Regions from separate parts of the Macaca fascicularis genome. Here region 1 is linked to region 2. The links are chromatin contacts, called in public Hi-C maps. All regions are on one chromosome and are shown on one strand. The core of a region is the stretch at or near the end of the contact, and the rest is flanking DNA. Distances in the headings are between cores, read along the strand shown. Region 1 overlaps RNF19B (ring finger protein 19B). Region 2 has its middle 14 kb from the start of AZIN2.

Region 1 (2,700 bases), core at 5-2,504, 120 kb after region 2:
CCAGCTAACGTTTTAAATTTTTTGTGGAGATGGGGTCTTGCTCTGTTGCCCAGGCTGGTCTTGAACTCCTGGCCTCAAGCCATCCTCCCAACTCGGCTTCCCAAAGTGCTAGGATTATAGGCATGAACCATTGCTCCCAGCTGGTTTATTGATATTGCAATCCTTATTACCTTTCTGTTTCCATTTGCTAGGTAAGGGAAATCAATTCTATGTACTTGTGTTGAAAATATGTAAAGCTTTGTAACTAGAAAGGTTGTGACTTGCTTGGTTATTTCACTAGTTAGGCAGACCAGAGTATATATTTTCAGAGGAGCATAACATGTTGCCTGAGAAGCAGTTAGTTGAATGCAATGGAGAAGAAAGGCCTGGTGGGGGTAAAGGTAGAACAAAGCAGGATAGGAAGAGGGAGATGGTTGCCTTCAGCTATCTGAAGGACCTTCAACTGTGAAAAGGATTAGACTTCTATGCCTCATACCAAAAGGTAGATTATAGTCATGTATATTTATGACTTGACAGAAGCTAAAGGGAAACTAATTTTTGTTCAGTATAGTGAATACAGGGAAAAGCAACATGAAAGCCCAAAGAGGAAAAAGGCTACCTTAGTAGATACTGAGCTGCCTATCCCTGGAAATGTTTACAGTGAGACCAGATGGCCATTTGGCTATAAGAAGGATTCGAGCAACAGATGGCAGGTGGACTGGATCTCACACCTGAGTGCCTGTCAGTCACCTGGGAGCCTCCTAAAAATAGACTTCAGGGCCCCATCCCAGAATTTATAACTTAGAATTTCCTGGAGTGGCACCTAGGGGGTGATCTGTGTTTTGAAAAAGCTCCCCAGGTAATTCTAGCACAGCCATTGCATGAACCAGCATCTGAGAACCATGTAAGTAGGAGGCCTTTCTGAAAGACTCTTCCAACTCAGAGTGATTCTGTGGCAGACCCGAAACTAGACCCCAGGTCTCTGACACTATGCACTTTCCATGCATTCCCTCATTTCCCTGGGCCTTGGCACATTTTTGAAGGGCACCTGAGGCTGGAGCAGCAGAGCAAAGGCTCAGGCAGTAGGATGGAAGCTGCTTGAATGTGCAGCTGCAGGCTGCTACTGACCCGTCTGTGCATCTCATGACTCTGGTTGTCTCTTGTCAGGGGATCCCGCCCCCACATGCTGGCGTATTCACTGCTGTGCTTTCTTAAAACCAACACCCCTGTAAATAAGCAGACAGACATAATTGGAGACTGACTTGCTGAAACTGCAGCTTAGCCAGTCCAGCTGTTCTAGTTCTGTGAAAGCCTTTATTTTATAGGAAATGAATGAGTCAGATGGGTTTGACTGTGAAACCCATTATGAGGAAATACTTAAGTGTGCAACAAAGTGGTGTTGGAGCCAAGAAAGGAAATAGTTATGGGCTCTAACATACTACTGGGAAAGTTTGCTGCTCCAAGAGGAGGGAAGAGGTTGGCTCCTGTATGTCCTTCAGTCTCATTCCCTGGCGGTAATTTGATTGTTAAATGTTTGATTTGCTATTATGTGCAAGGCAGGGAAGGTAAAGTATGAATGAGTTGTGGTTTCTCCTTTTGTGGAGTTAACAGAGGAGTCAGAGATGCATAATAATGAGTAGGCAGGGCCTGCGCATGCCTGTAATCCCAGCACCTTTTTTAGGTGGGCGATCACCTGAGGTTAGGAGTTCAAGACCAGCCCGGCCAACATGGTAAAACTCCATCTCTACTAAAAATACAAAAATTAGCTGGGTGTGGTGGTGGGAACCTGTAATCCCAGCTACTTGGGAGGCTGAGGCAGGAGAATCGGTTGAACCTGGGAGGCAGAGGTTGCAGTGAGCCGAGGTCGTGCCACTGCACTCCAGCCTGGGTGACAGAGTGAGACTCCCTCTAAAAAAAATAATAAGTAGGCAGGTGCTATGGGGGTACTTAGCAAGAAGTGAATGGTTTGCTGGGATGAAAGGGGAAGTGATGTTTCCTTTGTTGTTAAGGACTGAGTATAAGTTTGTCTGGTAGAGAAAGGAAATGTCTAGAGAGACGAAATAGCGTGTGCAAAGTCACGGAAGTATAAAATGTATAGGTATTTAAAGAAAGAAAAAATTCAGAGTGACTATGATTTCGGATCTATAGGGAGTAATAGAACTGGACAGAGAGCTTCCTGGCAGATCAGGAAGATCTTAAATGCCTGTTGGCAGTAGGGAGCCAAGAATTAGAGAATTGTTAGAGTGATTGGTTCTTTATTCACACTGGCACTGTTCTAGAGGTTGTTTGACTTGGACTTAAGGGCTACTGGAGAGGGAGCCCAATTGTAGTCGTCCAGGCAGGAGATGATGAAAACCTTAAGTTAAGCAGTAGCTGTGGGGATAGAAAGGAGGGGACGATTTCAATAGATATTTAAGAGAAAAAATGTATGGGCATCTATTTGCGCTGTTTGACAATTGGAGATCAGACAACCACAGTTTGCAGGAGAGTAATGGAAGAGATGTGTGCCAGGAAGCAGACTGTCTTGGAATACTCAGGTCTCATATTAACTTGAACGTCCCCTCTTTACACAGGTTAGAAGTTCAAGCCGATGTCCAAAAGGAAATTTTCCCCAAAGACACAGCCAGTCTTGGTGCAATTAGTGACAACGCAAGCACTCGTGCTATGGCCGGTTCCATAATCAGTTCCTACAACCCACAGGACAGGTATGTGAACAGTCAG
Region 2 (2,786 bases), core at 40-2,539:
TGTTGGCCACGCTGGTCTTGAACCCCTGACCTTGTGATCTGCCCACCTCGGCATCCCAAAGTGCTGGGATTACAGGCATAAGCCACCGTGCCCAGCCTGACTTCCCCTTTTCACCGCTTTCCCCACTCCAAAACCACTCTTTGCCCTCATGTTTCTCCCACATGGCAACTATTTCCATCTCATGTGGCAAGAGGCAGGGCAAAGTGGTGTGAAGACACTGGGCAGGGAGTCCTTAGAAAGGATTCACTTGCCTCTTTGGGTCTCAGTTCCCCACTCTGAGATTCCCACGATCTCTGAGACTCTTGGTGACTCTGATAGCATCTGCCAGTCTAATCTCTTTGTACATTGACCTAGGGAGTCTGGGTTGAGATTTGCAGACTTTTCCCTGATAGCAGAATGTGTAGCTCATTCTCCCATGAAAAGCATCACAGACAATAGATGAAAAAAGTGTTTTCGAGTCTGTGGTTACTGCTTCCCTGCCTCTGGGTTTGGGAACTAGACAAATCTGGATTTCTATCTAAAGCTGCCACATCACTTAGTAGTTCTATGACCCTACCAATTTGCTTCAGTTTTCTGAGTCTCAGTTTTCTCCACTGTAAAGTAGGTTTAATAATATCTTCTCTGGAGGGTTGTTGGAAGGAGTAAATAAAAAGATGCACGCAAAGCACTTTGCCTATTACCTGGGACACAGAAAGAAATAGCAGCTGTTATTAGCATCTGTCTTAATCCATTTTCTGTTGCTTATAACAGAATCCCTGAACCTGGGTAATTTATAAAGAAAAGGAATTTATTTCTTAGAGTTATGGAGGCTGTTAAGTCCAAAGTGGAGGAGCTGCATCTGATGAGGACCTTTCTGCTGGTGGGGACTTTCTGCAGAGTCTCAATGTGGTACAGGGCATCGCATGACAAGGGGGCTGTGCAAGCCAGTTCAGGTCTCTCTTCCTCTTCTTATGAAGCCACCAGTTCCATTTCCTGAGAACCCATTACTCCCTCAATCCATTAATCCATGAATGAATTAATCCATTCATTAGGGCCGAGGCCTGATGGCCCAATCACCTCTCAAAGGCCCCACCTCTCAGTATTGCCACACTCGAGATTAACCTTCAACACGAGTTTTGGAGGGGACAAACATTCAAACCATGGCAGCATCTGAGCTCTGAGTGGATTCCTGCTGCAGCTGTGACCACATGGTCAGGGAGCATTTCTGGAGTCCTCTCTGCATAGCAAGTGTGGGCCTGAGCCCTGTGTACAGCTGCTGTGGGGCTGGTTTGGTGGGCAGAGTCTGTGGCTATTTTGGTCCTATTGTCTAGACAGAGTTCCCTAAGGCCACCATCTCCCTAGCATAGAGGCTGAGCCCAGAAGTCTGAGTCATAGAAAGCACTTGAAAGTCCCTGGGAAAGCCATCTGGGCCAGGAGCACTTAGAATATTTTTCCCTACATGTCTCTTTTATTGAAATATTATATTCATCATTTATTGCTGCATAACAACCTCAAAACTTACTAATTTAAAACAACAAACATTGATTACCTCACCCAGTTTCTGAAGGCCAGGAATCAGGAGGCAGCTTAGCCACGTGGCCTGGCTCAGGGTCTCCCATGAGTTTGTGGTCAAGCAGACAGCTAGGGCTGCCAACATCTGAAAGCCTTAGCTGGAGCTGAAGAATCCACTTGCAAGCTCACTTACATAGCTGTTGGCGGGAGGCTTTAGTTTCTTGCCCCTTGGATTTTTTCACAGGGATGCCTAACACATGGGTTCTCCAGAATAAGTGACCCGAGGGAAAGAGAGATTGAGACCAAGACAGAACTGCAGTGTCTTTTTTCCTTTTTTGAAATGGAGTTTCACTCTTTTCTCCTAGGCTAGAGTGTAATGGTGCGATCTCAGCTCACAGCAACCTCCACCTCCCAGGTTCAAGCAATTCTCCTGCCTCAGCCTCCCGAGTAGCTGGGATTACAGGCACCTACCACAACACCTGGCTAATTATTTGTATGTTTTAGTAGAGATGGGTTTTCACCATGTTGGTCAGGCTAGTCTTGAACTCCTGACCTCAGGTGATCCACCTGCCTCAGCCTCCCAAAGTGTTGGGATTACAGGCGTGAGCCACCGTGTCCAGCCTGCAGTGAGTGTCTTTTATAACTAATCTCAGGAGTGACACCCCATTACTTCTGCCAAATAGACCAACCTGATACAGTGTGAGAGGGGATGATACAAGGGCATGCACACCAGTAGGCAGGAGTCTTTGGGGGCTCTTTGGGATTTTTTGTTTGTTTGTTTTGAGACAGAGTCTCACTTTGTTGCCCAGCCTAGAGTGCACTGGTGTGATCTCGGCTCACTGCAACCTTCCAGGTTCAAGCGATTCTCCTGCCTCAGCCTCCTGAGTAGCTGGGACTACAGGTGTGCACCATCATGCCCGGCTAACTGTTTTGTATTTTTAGTAGAGACGGGGTTTCACCATGTTGGCCAGGCTGGTCTCAAACTCCTGACCTCATGTGGTCCACGCACCTTGGCCTTCCAAAGTGCTGAGATTACAGGTATGAACCACCATGCCCGCCTGAGGAATATTTTGAGTGCCACCTGCCATGGACACAATTCATATATGATGAAATTCACAGATCTTAGGCGTACAGTTTTATCAGTTTTAACAATCAATTTTTTTTTTTTTTTTTTTTTTTGAGACGGAGTCTCGCTCTGTCACCAGGCTGGAGTGCAGTGGCACGATCTCGGCTCACTGCAAGCTCTGCCTCCCGGGTTCATGCCATTCTCCTGCCTCAGCCTCCCGAGTAGCTGG

The links. A called contact is a pair of places that touch in the nucleus more often than the background predicts.
Region 1: a contact with region 2 is called in a Hi-C map of skeletal muscle, with 6 times the contacts expected there. The contact joins two enhancer-like sites.

Annotation. Positions count from the first base shown.
Region 1 is chr1:202,055,242-202,057,941 of T2T-MFA8v1.1, forward strand. The region is part of intron 7 of RNF19B (ring finger protein 19B); the gene reads left to right. Among named protein-coding and RNA genes, the nearest start is that of RNF19B, 26 kb to the left of the region's middle. Within about 2 kb of position 1,255, at least 1 of the 6 cell types and tissues checked has an H3K27ac peak or open chromatin away from gene starts, as enhancers often do.
Region 2 is chr1:201,938,297-201,941,082 of T2T-MFA8v1.1, forward strand. No RefSeq gene overlaps it. Among named protein-coding and RNA genes, the nearest start is that of AZIN2, 14 kb to the left of the region's middle. Within about 2 kb of position 1,290, at least 2 of the 6 cell types and tissues checked have an H3K27ac peak or open chromatin away from gene starts, as enhancers often do.